Linked DNA regions of Mus musculus: region 2 is linked to region 1. A link is a contact called in public promoter capture Hi-C data. All regions are on one chromosome and are shown on one strand. Each heading gives the region's core, a stretch centred on a gene start, on an enhancer-like site or on the middle of the called end of the contact. The rest is flanking DNA. Distances are from core to core; before and after follow the strand shown. Region 1 holds the start of Rfx8 (regulatory factor X 8). Region 2 holds the start of Il1r1 (interleukin 1 receptor, type I).

Region 1 (6,837 bases), core at 2,188-4,687:
ACATAGTACTTGAAGTATTAGCCAGAGCAATTCGACAACAAGAGGAGATCAAGGGGATTCAAATTGGAAAAGAGGAAGTCAAAATATCACTTTTTGCAGATGATATGATAGTATATATAAGTGACCCCAAAAATTCCACCAGAGAACTCCTAAACCTAATAAACAGCTTCGGTGAAGTAGCTGGATATAAAATAAACTCAAACAAGTCAATGGCCTTTCTCTATACAAAGAATAAACAGGCTGAGAAAGAAATTAGGGAAACAACACCCTTCTCAATAGTCACAAATAATATAAAATATCTTGGCATGACTCTAACTAAGGAAGTGAAAGATCTGTATGATAAAAACTTCAAGTCTCTGAAGAAAGAAATTAAAGAAGATCTCAGAAGATGGAAGGATCTCCCATGCTCATGGATTGGCAGGATCAACATTGTAAAAATGGCTATCTTGCCAAAAGCAATTTACAGATTCAATGCAATCCCCATCAAAATTCCAACTCAATTCTTCAATGAATTAGAAGGAGCAATTTGCAAATTCATCTGGAATAACAAAAAACCTAGGATAGCAAAAACTCTTCTCAAGGATAAAAGAACCTCTGGTGGAATCACCATGCCTGACCTAAAGCTTTACTACAGAGCAATTGTGATAAAAACTGCATGGTACTGATATAGAGACAGACAAGTAGACCAATGGAATAGAATTGAAGACCCAGAAATGAACCCACACACCTATGGTCACTTGATCTTCGACAAGGGAGCTAAAACCATCCAGTGGAAGAAAGACAGCATCTTCAACAATTGGTGCTGGCACAACTGGTTGTTATCATGTAGAAGAATGCGAATCAATCCATACTTATCTCCTTGTACTAAGGTCAAATCTAAGTGGATCAAGGAACTTCACTTAAAACCAGAGACACTGAAACTTATAGAGGAGAAAGTGGGGGAAAGCCTTGAAGATATGGGCACAGGGGAAAAATTCCTGAACAGAACAGCAATGGCTTGGGCTGTAAGATCGAGAATTGACAAATGGGACCTAATGAAACTCCAAAGTTTCTGCAAGGCAAAAGACACCGTCAATAAGACAAAAAGACCACCAACAGATTGGGAAAGGATCTTTACCTATCCTAAATCAGATAGGGGACTAATATCCAACATATATAAAGAACTCAAGAAGGTGGACTTCAGAAAATCAAATAACCCCATTAAAAAATGGGGCTCAGAACTGAACAAAGAATTCTCACCTGAGGAATACTGAATGGCAGAGAAGCACCTGAAAAAATGTTCAACATCCTTAATCATCAGGGAAATGCAAATCAAAACAACCCTGAGATTCCACCTCACACCAGTCAGAATGGCTAAGATCAAAAATTCAGGTGACAGCAGATGCTGGCGTGGATGTGGAGAAAGAGGAACACTCCTCCATTGTTGGTGGGATTGCAGGCTTGTACAACCACTCTGGAAATCAGTCTGGCGGTTCCTCAGAAAATTGGACATAGTACTACCGGAGGAGCCAGCAATACCTCTCCTGGGCATATATCCAGAAGATGCCCCAACTGGTAAGAAGGACACATGCTCCACTATGTTCATAGCAGCCCTATTTATAATAGACAGAAGCTGGAAAGAACCCAGATGCCCCTCAACAGAGGAATGGATACAGAAAGTGTGGTACATCTACACAATGGAGTACTACTCAGCTATTAAAAAGAATGAATTTATGAAATTCCTAGCCAAATGGATGGACCTGGAGGGCATCATCCTGAGTGAGGTAACACATTCACAAAGGAACTCACACAATATGTACTCACTGATAAGTGGATATTAGCCCAAAATCTAGTATACCCAAGATATAAGATACAATTTCCTAAACACATGAAACTCAAGAAAAATGAAGACTGAAGTGTGGACACTATGCCCCTCCTTAGATGTGGGAACAAAACACCCTTGGAAGGAGTTACAGAGACAAAGTTTGGAGCTGAGATGAAAGGATGGACCATGTAGAGACTGCCATATCCAGGGATCCACCCCATAATCAGCATCCAAACGCTGACACCATTGCACACACTAGCAAGATTTTATCGAAAGGACCCAGATGTAGCTGTCTCTTGTGAGACTATGCCGGGGCCTAGCAAACACAAAAGTGGATGCTCACAGTCAGCTAATGGATGGATCACAGGGCTCCCAATGGAGGAGCTAGAGAAAGTACCCAAGGAGCTAAAGGGATCTGCAACCCTATAGGTGGATCAACATTATGAACTAACCAGTACCCCGGAGCTCTTGACTCTAGCTGCATATGTATCAAAAGATGGCCTAGTCGGCCATCACTGGAAAGAGAGGCCCATTGGACACGCAAATTTTATATGCCCCAGTACAGGGCCAAAAAGGGGGAGTGGGTGGGTAGCGGAGTGGGGGTGGGTAGGTATGGGGGACTTATGGTATAGCATTGGAAATGTAAATGAGCTAAATACCTAATAAAAAATTAAAAAAAAATAAGTAGATAGATAGATAGATAGATAAATAGATAAATCTTTTTTAAAAAACAAAAACAAAAAAGTCATTCTAATGGGTTCAGCCTGGGCTTGCGTCTCCTTGTCGTCTAGAATCGAGCAGGAACTTTGTGGACAGCTGTGTGTCATCTCTGGAGAACGGCCTGTTCATGCCCTTCACTCGTTTATAAGTTGAACTTTGATGTTGTGTTATTATGATTGGCAAGTATGTTTTTTTTTTTCATCGAGATTGAGACATCCTTCTGAGACTTGTAACCAGTGAGCAGCCAATGTCACATCCCTATGGTCGGAGTCTTAAAAGTGTGCCACGCCTGTCCAGTAGCACTGGATACAATAGCCTATTTCCCCATGAAAGGTGTGAGCTTCTGAGACAGCTGTCCCTGCAGGCTTGGAGGGATCGGTCTGCAGCAGCAGCCACCGGAAGCTGCACGTTGGCCCCTCTCCCTGGGATTCTATTTTCACCATCTAGGTCACCTGGAACACAGCCTCTTGTCCAGAGAAGGGCTTTTCCCGGGCCAACTCCCCTCCCCATGTCCCACCACCACCCGGGCCCGTTATACTGAACCCTTTGGGAAAGGAGGTGTTAGCTGATCATCAGTATTTTTCAAAGTGCGGAAATAATCAAATAATTCTCAAGTGCTGTCCAGTTACAGACCCTTGGTGATCAAACACTGCCACCGACCTGGCCGAAAGTTTATGCCTGAGCTTTTCTCTGTTCCCTGGTTTGATCCGTTAGCCCAACGTTGGCCAGAGAGGGGAAGGGCGGCAGCATGGGGGATGGGGAACGACATGGGAGGTGCCTCTCCGACCTTTGGTGGCGGTGGGCGGGGAAGAGACCCCAACCCGCACCTCTGGGTGCAAGGCGTGGGCCCAGCATCCCCCCTCCCACCCCCCAGCTGCACGCGCCCCCCGCGCGCCCCCGCTCTAAAGTAAACACGGCGGAGAGGACCGGTGCCCCGCTCGCTGCCCGCTGGGCGAGGCATGGCGGAGGCGGTGCCGGCCTCTCCTGCGAGTGGCCTGGGCCTGCACCGGGGTATCATTCAATGGTGAGTGTCAGGACAGGGAGATACGGGCGCTGCCGGCAGGTGGGGAGCCCCGGAGGACGGGAGAGGAGCACCCCTGGTTCAGGAGACCCTGGCGGAGAACGAGGGAACACACACACACACACACAAGGTCTTCGTATCTGCACCCGGTGTGGTGCTGGTTTTCCACCTAGCTGTCCCGGTGGGTCCCACTTCCCGTGGGGGAGCAATCCAGCCTGTTCCAACCAGAGCGAAGCCCTGTTACTGAAACACTGGCAGGCCTTGGCCTTGGAGGAAGCGTGTTGTTGTTGTTGTTGTTTTCCTCCTGGCAAGAGCTCTAGAATGGAAGTGTCTTAACTTAAAACAACGTTTAGCTTCAACAATGCACTACGTATTACTTGTGAAAGTCATTTCTTGGCTATTTCAATAGAGGAGAGGAAAACTATAAAAAAAAAAAATACCCTCAGCTCATGGGCCTGAACTCAAAAGAGTCTGTGGCTCTTTATAAATAGGAAAATAATTAAAGCCAGTCCTCAGACTGTAGCTTTATAAGGTGACTATTATATATCAGCATACATTTTTCTTTGTGTGAGCTTTAAGAAATATTTCTCAGGGGAAACTTTTTTTTTTAAGAGTCACCTGAGGAAGAAGTAGTTTTTAAAAAAGAGAAGAATATGTTTATGATTATAGTTACTACTTTGTTCCAAAAGAGAATTTATTGCCCATCTTATCTTGCGAGAGGAAAAAAAAATGTAGTCAGACCCCCTTGCCTGCCTTCTTAGCAAAAGAGTCAGTTCGGTGCCTTAATTAGCTACTTCAGCTCACCACTGCTACAGAGACTTTTGCTACAGAGAAGTGAAAGAATGATTACAAAGTTTAAACTACTTGGGCATCCTCTTTAGGTCAGGTACTGTGGCCAGATTTCCTTTTGCCATAGGTTCTTCAGAACTGAGAAAACCAAAAGACTTCAATTCTCCTAACACTGGCATTCAAACCACTGCCCCAGTGTCTAAGATAGAATCCTGGAACAAAGATATCAGGCTGCCCAGAATGGGGGCAGCAGTGGCTAGAGCTGGAGGAACCATGGGAGGCAGCTCAAGAGAGAGTAGGGAGAGGCCCCAGATGTCCTGTGGAAGAAGGGCCCTGTTTATGGATTACATCACTCCCTGTTTTCCAGTCAGTGCCTTGTTAGAAGGGACAACGATCAGTCAGGTGGGGTCCTATCTGGGCCATGATTACCACTGTCATCTGAACATGATAAATTGTCCCTGGGAGAAAGGTCAGGATGTTGGCCAGTCTGGGGGAACAGAAGTAAGGTCTCCAAGTCAGAGACAGGAAGAGACATGGTCAGACGAGGGAGCACAAGCCTGGACACAATAGTGTAGACGCAGACCCCGGGTCAGGCCTTGGCATCTAATCTCAGGTAAAGCACAGGGGCATTTTGGTGGCACAATGGCAGCCCCTTAACCAGAGTCACCTGTGGTGGTCACCTGCCTCACACCCTCTCCTCAGAGCCGCATGCAATAGAGGTCAGGCTTAGCAGAGCAGGTTTCCCTTGGGACTGGCTCCCTGGGGGGCAGTGTGCTGCCGCCATGCCCGTGACTTTCTTGCTTCTGTTTACATTATGATGGGAGAGATAAAAATGGCAATCGCTGAAAAAAAAAATCAGGTTAATAAAGAAAATGGTTTAACCAATAGCTCCTCCAGAATTTTCGGTCCTCAACCCGCCCCACTGTTCCTGTGTCTGCAGCAGGACAGAGCATTGTGGAGAATATCTTAGGCAGCCGTACTGCTAATGGCAGCCTTAAATCCGAGAGGAGGGGACCCCAGGTAGAATAATCCCCATCAAAGGCCCACCCCGAGTCGTTTACTTCCTTAACCAGTTCCACCTTCTAAAGGCTCCACCATAAGGAAGAGAAGTCAGGCTGTCAGTCAGCCTGTGGGGCTCAGGGACCAGTCAACATCCACACCATCCTACCTGCCTGGACTCCTTCACAGTCCACTGTGGTATTATTTTAATTTACCAGGCACATCATTCTCTCTACCCTGTGGTTAACATAAATCTCGGCTGCAGCTCCTAAACGGTCCATCAGACAGTAGCTACTTCTTTTTAGCATGCAGATTCTTCTCCAAGGTTGACAACTGAAAACCCATAGTCTGTATTCCTAACCCTGACCCCAGGATAAAAGAGATCATTGTCTTCTGCCTGTGAGCTTCTACAGTTCCATTCAGTCACCTAGACAGAGGTTGGTTGGTTGGACACACCCATGTCTAGTCATGAGTTCTGTCAGAACATCCTTACTTCAGGGAAAAATAGCCACCAATGTCCTGTTTCTCCCACCCCTCCGCCCCCCTTGCAGGCTGGTTGACAATTTCTGCATCTGTGAAGGGTTCAGCGTGCCCCGATGTCTCATGTATGAGATTTATGTCGAGACCTGTGGGCAGAGTGCTCAGAACCAAGTCAACCCAGCGACATTTGGGAAGGTAAGTGTGGAGATGTGACAAGTCTATGCTTGCTGAGCTGTTTTGTTTCTCATTGGGTTTTTGGAGGGTTTGTTTTTGTTTTTTTTTTTTTTCTTTCAATGTTACAGCCCCAGGTGGGACGGGTGGAGATACATGCTGAGTAATGCTAGCTTATGCCATTGGCCAAACACAGACTGAGCTAGCTAGTGTCGCTGATGGTAAAGCCTTACGGACTGCTGACTCTCTGAGGAAAGTCTAAAGTGTGTTTGGGTCTAATGAGGTTTCAGCGGTGTCTTAGTCAGGATTTCTATTCCTGCACAAACATCATGACCAAGAAGCAAGTTGGGGAGGAAAGGGTTTATTCGGCTTACATTTCCACATTGCTGTTCATCACTGAAAGAAGTCAGGACTGGAACTCAAGCAGGTCAGGGAGCAGGAGCTGATACAGAGGCCATGGAGGGATGTTCTTTACTGGCTTGCTCAGCCTGCTCTCTTATAGAACCAAGACTACCAGCCCAGAGATGGTCCCACCCACAAGGGGCCTTTCCCCCTTGATCACTAATTGAGAAAATGCCTTACAGCTGGATCTCATGGAGGCATTTCCTCAACTGAAGCTCCTTTCTCTGTGATAACTCCAGCTGTGTCAAGTTGACACAAAACTAGCCAATACAAGCGGGTACAGTGGCTTTGTCCTCAGGAGCAGCTAGTTGTTTGTATTGAAAAATCCACTTTGCCTTTCCACACTTTACAGTGGGTTGGGGTCCCCACACTTTATAGTGGGTTGGGGGGTCTCCACACTTTACAGTGGTTAGGGGGAAGCTGCAGTTTTGTTTCCATGGCAACCCCAACA
Region 2 (6,837 bases), core at 2,490-4,989, 550 kb before region 1:
AGATGGATTCTACGGAGATCAGTGCACCTTGCTTCTGTGCTCAGCTACATCCAATACCCTTCCTCCTTTGTATCTGTATACAAGAAATCCTGCCTCCTGGTACAGTTGCACATAGTAACTGCACCTCTCTGTTTGACGATATATAATAAACACACAGAGCTGCCAAGGCGATGGGGCTTCTCCATCATTGGAGAATACCAGCTTTTCTATATGTAAGTGTCTGTCCCTTCTCCGTTGCTTCCCCCAGTCAGGTTAAGTCCCTAGAGACATGTAGGATGTGGTGGCAGGAGACACTTTGGGTGTCGGTCAGATTCTAGAATCTGGAACAACACAAGGCAGTCCTGTTCATGAAGAGTTGACTCCTCTTCTTCATGAGCACCAGGTGTCCCACGCAACAGAAAAGGTTTTGCTGTTTTGAGCTTAACCCCTGAGTCCACTCCACATTTATAGAAAATGCAGAGTTGGCATGACTCCCATACATACTGAAAGGCTAGGGAGGTTTATCACTGTTGTGACGACTAGAAGATTCACCTCTGACTGCACTGAGACCTTGACTTGATCAAGACCAGGTCTGCATGTGGCCACTAGCTCCTCTGTTCCCCCTGAAGACTTATGTATGCTACCATGCTATTCTCTCTGGTCAACTTATATAAAATGCTGCATAGCCTTACCCTAAGAACTGACATGCTGAAATAAGTGAGTTTAATAAAAGTGCTTTTATGTCTTCTTTACATTTAAACACCATACTGCTGTTTAAAAATGGTAGAACAGCTAAGTTTTATGATATAAATTTGGATCTGCAAACAGGTTGTTTAAAAATATGTACACAAAAGTGTTGGGTAATCGACAGGGTAAGATTCTTTGACTGAAAGGGACAGCGGCTCATCTTTCACTTCATCCCCCTGGGAGCCACTGCTATACTTTTAGGTGACCTGGGTTTTTGAGTTGAGGTGGCCAGACATGCAGAGCCAGGCTCTGGAGAGCCTTTCTGTCAGCTGGAAGCTGTGCTGTGGTTCCTAACCTGTGCTTGCAGAACGGGTAACTTCAGAGGCCTACGTCTTGCTCTTCCTGCCCCTTTAATCAAAACCAAATACAAGTTTCTACCTGACTTTACATCAGTTTTATTTTCTCGAGTATTTTACATTTACCTTGAAGACACTGACAGCTGGGGCTTTCCGGGTCATTTTTGACATTCCATTTTTTCTCACTCTTTTTTAATTTATGACATCTTATAAATCCCTCACAAAACAGGTGAGATAGAAAAATGCCTCAATCATTTGGTCATATGTATGCCAAAGGACACACAGGAGGAAGAGACAGTTTGGAAACCAAAGGGACAGGGGACTTGGAAAAATCTCCAGTGACTCTCCACGCTTAGTGACAGTTCTCTTTGGCAGGGCCCCTCTGCCCACTCTTGCACCGGGTCTGGCTAGGAATATGGTGCTTCCGGAGGCCCCAGCAGGCAAGCAAGCAGAGGAGAGTGAGGTTGCTAACTCTGCAGGTCCTTCTCCTGTAGCACTAACCATGCCGCAACCACAGAGAGAGGGAGATGCAGATCAAGTGCCAGCACATTTAAGAACAACACACGGGGCAGGTCATGGCCAATGAGTCAGGGTCCTGATAACCTCTCTGCTTTGAAGTGGCAGGTTCACAATAGATCCACCGTACAGACTCAGACTCTTGAGGATCTATGCTCTTCCCCGTACTGTATGCAATGGCTGTCCCACTGCAATGGCCTGGCTCACCAACAAGCTGTTCCCTCTATAGTATCTCTGACTGCAGGTGAGTAGACACTCCCTGCTGGTCCCTCCCATCCGCAGGTTTCCAATCCATCCTGGTTCTCTTGCACAGCTGGCCTGCGAGTATATCTCAGAATCCCTGCTCTTCCTTAGAAAACCACTGAGCTACATGTATGACTACTGTCTCCCCGCCCTCTCTACTGTGTCCTACAGGGCAGCCAGACCCACAGGCTTTGCAAAGAGGTAAATTTCAAAGTACTCTTCTGGGGGGCGGGGGGGGGGGAGCCTTCTGGTAGTCTATGACTTGCCAAGAGGGCCTATGCATGAGAAGACGGGGATTTTCATTTAGTTCCTTCACTTTCCCTCATACTTCCCCCAGTGCCTGGGACATAGTCGCGTTCAGTGACTATTGGTTTGGTAGAATGAGGAAAGCTAATGCTAAGCGGTCTCACTGGGATGGAGATTCAGCGGAAGATGTTACATGTTACAAGCCTCGGGAGTAGGAAGAGCACTCTCCTGCCACATCACAGCATGGGGCTTCAGCAGAGCCAAGGCTGTGTGAGAATTTAGAACAAATGGCCACCCAAGACTGAGCCTACTGGCAAGTAAATACTATGCACCAGAATGGGAGCCAGCCCACGATGTTTCCACTTAGGTCAGAAGCTAGTTTAAGATGTGTGTATATATAATTAAATTAGATAATGGGTAGGATATTAAGAAATTAGAAGAGATCAAAATAGAAAAGGATGCCAGCAGCTGCTTGGTAAGTTAAGAGGGGGAAGAGGTAGTACTTGTCACCAGCACCAGCTCCTGGAGCTCACAGCCATGGGATTCCATGTGGGATATCCACCACCCAGAAGACTACTATTAAGTGAGGATGACTCGGGCACCAATTCCAATGACAGATAGACTTCATCTCTTCTTTATCATGGCCCAAGTAGCCCAACTGATTAGATTCTGTTGTCTCAGTTCCTAGGCTGTTCCTTGGGGTCAGAAAGATGGGATGCTCCCAGCTGGTGAACATCGGAAGCAGTACAGAGAGCTAGCCTGGTGGGAAGATGAGTCTACCTGCCTTCCCTGGCAGCCGCTCTCACTCACCCGGTCTCCCCAAGGGGATCTGAAGCTCAGAGGGTGCCAATCCTCAGAAAAGATAGCCGCTAAGCTTCTGATATAAAGCAAGGTGACCTTGGCATCTCACCTACAGGACTTCTGGGAGGAGAAAGGGCGGTAAGAATAAGGGGCCCTATAAACAGCCAAGTGCTGTGTGGTTTTGTAAATAATGCATCTACATTCCCCAGTATCGACCTGTCTGGAGAGAGGAGACATCTCATCAGGGGCATTAAGGAATCCACTTCTTGCCTCATTAAGACCTCTCTTCTGAGCCCAAACCTCTAAGAGGGACACTCCTGAACAAGTTAGTTGCATTTGGCCCAATTTCAAGGCCTGGGAGCAATTTACTCAAGGGAGACTCATCTACCTAGAGCAAACTTAAAGAGTTGGGCAAGTTCCCAACACACACACACACACACACACACACACACACCAGAAAGGGGGAGGACTAAACTGTCACTACCTTTATCCTACATCCACAGAGAACGCTGACCTGCTGGCTACTGGGAGTAACTTAAGAAAGGCATTTGTCTGGGTCAAGGCAGCTCTGAGGCCTTGCGACCCTATTTCAGGAACTCTCTAGTTTTCTCCTACCTGGGCGTGCCCGGGTGCCCCAGTGGCGATGTTCAACAATCCAGCAGCTCCGAACTAAACCCGTTCAGGCCGGGAGCAACCGGAGCCCTGGGAGCCGCTCAAGGGCTGCTCCGCGCTCGCTCGGGGGTCACATTCCTTCCGCTCTGGGGCAGGCGGGCACCAGCTGGGCTCCCGCCCTTCTAGGTGGGCGCCGCGCTCCCAGGCGGCTCCTGGAACCCCGCACCAGCTAAGACCTTCTGAGCAGCACGCTGCTCCCACTCTGAGCCGCCCGCGGGGGCGTGCAGCGGGCGGAGACTGCAGGCCAGCGTCCTCAGCCTCGGGCTCGGAGCTAGCTGGCCCAGTGCCAATGCCCCGCCCTGGGAGCCGGATAGGTTGGGTTGTGGAGTTTCTGCCCCACATCCCAGAATATCTACATCCACGCAGAACATTCCAGGGTCTCTGTATCCCTCCGGGGGTGGAGGCAATGGAGGGTCTCTGCATCTCCTTGGGGGCATTTGGAGGGTCACTGCATCTCCTTGGGGGCATTCCAAAATCCCTGCATCCTTGCCAGATGTCCCAGATTCCAGGAAGAATGGCTCTGATTCCCAGATGGCTTGGCTCCTCTGAGCAGCCTCTGTGTTCCCACCCAAACCAAAATTAGATGGGTCAACTCACGTCTACATCGCAACCAGATTGTGCCACCTAACAAGAACCGAGCTGGTGACCCATGGGGTATCAGATCCTGAGGAAAACACAGTTCTGTGCTCAGCACAACTGGAGCCCAGTACTGTGTGCCTCGAACTGGCTTTGAGCACTTAGCCGAGTCATTAAGTTTGCAATACCTTGATTTCCTCTTTTGGTATAAAGGCCCGCAGCCTTTATAGGTAGGAGGAGTTAAAGAGCTCTGGTGAAGAGTTGATAGTTCATAGGCTTTTTACTTGGTTGCTTTACTGCTGTCCACCAGGCTGAAAAACAGGTCCCCTTATCATATCCCAATTAATTGTAGGATTTGCTCTGCAAAGGAGAATTCCAGAGTTCTCAGAAAGCACATGAAAAAAAAAATCAAGAATAGCCAAATTTTAGGACAGGGTGCAAGGAGGACATTGTGGTCCTGGAAATAGCACCAACCATTCCGTGCTCCCTACCCTCACCCCCCAGCTTCTTCCACATATAATGCACCACCCTGCAATACAACTGCAAAGAAACAGTGATTGCTTAATACCTCTAGATAGAGCACATGGCCATTTCCTGCATGCCTTCCAGCGTGGACAGGCCTTGAATTTCCTGCCTTATTCGCGTATGCAGCCTAGAAACCCAAGGTTGAAGTAACCCCGGGGGAAACTCTGAGATGGTAGAAAGCTTAAAGGGGCAGCATCAATGGTATATCATAGATGCCACCTGTGGCCTAGCAGGGCAGAAGGTCCTCACTCATTTCCAAAGGTTTGGACTGCTCCTTTGCCTCCGAAAGGCAGGCTTAAGTCTGGCAAGGAACTGGTGCCTTATCCCTAACCCTGCCCTAGCCCTGTCCCATGGGTCTGTATTCCAGAGGCTGTTCTCACAGCCTTGAGTACTTCTAACTCACATCCACAGAAGATTTGACCCCCTTAGAAGCCAGAATTGCCATGTCATAGTCACTGAGGGCTGCCTGGTGTCGGGGTTTTTCAAAGCTTCCAGGCGACTCTGCTGCACAGCTCTCATCATGATGCAGACAGACCAAGTCTCAAGGCTGTCTGGACAGGTGTATACTGTGGTAGTCCCCATCTGCGTGCCTTGTCTTACTGCCTATTAACCATGAGCAGTGATTATGAGACGTGATTATGCACAGGTTAGAAGTGGCATTTCGAACACCCATACAGTTTGATCATATCCACCCCTATTATCCCCCTCCTGCTTCTTCATCTCTAACAGTCTCCATTCTAGGTCATTACTTTACACAATTATTAGCAGGTCTATGCACTGTCCTAAAAAGGTGGGATTTAATATCGGCTGTATTTAATTCCTTAGAACTAAATAATACTCTATTTAATGTATATGCTACACTTCCTTTATCCATTTATCCATCAAAAGGCTCCCAGGCTGGTTCATGATTTGACGGTGAATGGGACAGCATCAAAGATAGCTATGCTCATGTCTGCATGCCGATGGACACACCAGCAGCTGCATGCTGACTTAGACGTTTTTAAAGGACCAGATCCAGGAGCATTGGAGAAGGACCATGCAGTAGTCCTATTAGAAGTTCCAGTGTATTGAATGCTAAAAGCACATGAGCCTAACTTGACACTGTCACTTGGTGATAGAGCACTTGCCTAGCGTGTACCAGGCCAAGAGTTTTATCCTGACTGCCACAAACAAAATAAACATGTGTATGAAGCAGCAATTTGGAGGCCTTATATTGGTGAACATAAACTTGCCTGGACACAAATACTAAAAGATTTGAAAGCAGTTTACAAGTAGCAAAATTGATCTTTGTAATAATGTAGAAATAAGATCCATTTACAGAGTCTCACTGTGTTGCCTAGGGTAGCCTTCAAGTCCTGGGTTCTTATGACCTACCTATTCAGCCTTCCAAGAAACAAGACGTACACCGTATGGCTTTCTTCTTTTTAAATACTAACCCATCCCCTACCTATACCCTACATGACCTGGAGACACATGGGCCTCCACTTGCAGGTGGAGCTCTCAGATTCCCATTCCAAGTGATAAGATGTACGTATCCCCCTCCTCACCTTAGGATCCCCAGGGTTTTACCCAGGGCCTAGGTGTTGCCTCCTCAGACACACAGGTTGTTTCCCCTCTGTGTCCTTTCCTTTGGCTTCCTTTCTTGAGGGAACTTATGTGTGGCCGCTTTACTCGGCTGATCACCTGGCATCCGTGTAAGCTACAGTTGGCCACTTCCAGGGTACTCTGCTCAGTTCCCAGCGCCACACAAATGTTCTGAGTGTGTTCACATGTTTTAGCACAAGACACACTGCTAACCCTGCTGCCGCACGCTGTTGACAGCCCTGGATTCCATCACTGTCATAACAAAGTTTGGTGTCCAATGTGGCCTGAGCCCAAGAGAGCCTAGTGCTCAGTAAAGCATCCAAGAGTCTCCAGCTGTTCCAAAGGAGCCAGGGACTAAAGAGCCAAAGACTACAAGAAGCCACAGAAAATGAGTCTCGAAGGATATAACACTGGGCTCCGGTACAGTTTTTAAGACCACAGGATGAGTTGTGGCTCAGCAATCCTCCCTGGAGATCAGGCAACTGGTAATCTCCCTCATCTTCACGACCCCCAAAGATTTCCAGTTAGAACCAGATGGGGGAGAATAGTGAAGAGTGTATTGTGACTGGCAAAGATCCTGGGTCTTAAATCAGTAAACACGAAACAGCTCTGAATCAGACTTCTTTTTTTTTTTCCATCACCAAAGAGAAAG

The links. Promoter capture Hi-C pulls out the DNA fragments that hold promoters and counts their contacts.
Region 2: a promoter capture Hi-C map of embryonic stem cells shows a contact between it and region 1, with 2.1 times the contacts expected there. The contact joins the promoter of Il1r1 here to the promoter of Rfx8 in region 1. A contact is called at or near these places in 4 of 39 promoter capture datasets (the 3T3-L1 cell line, HPC-7-derived erythroid cells and embryonic stem cells) and 1 of 115 datasets of contacts at active chromatin or transcription factors (pancreatic cancer cells).

The regions. Positions count from the first base shown.
Region 1 is chr1:39,717,589-39,724,425 of GRCm38.p6, reverse strand. Rfx8 (regulatory factor X 8) reads left to right here and starts at 3,437. Exons shown (of 15, transcript NM_001145660.1): 1 at 3,437-3,548; 2 at 5,885-6,008. The coding sequence starts at 3,484.
Region 2 is chr1:40,263,488-40,270,324 of GRCm38.p6, reverse strand. Il1r1 (interleukin 1 receptor, type I) reads right to left here and starts at 3,739. Exons shown (of 11, transcript NM_001123382.1): 1 at 3,444-3,739.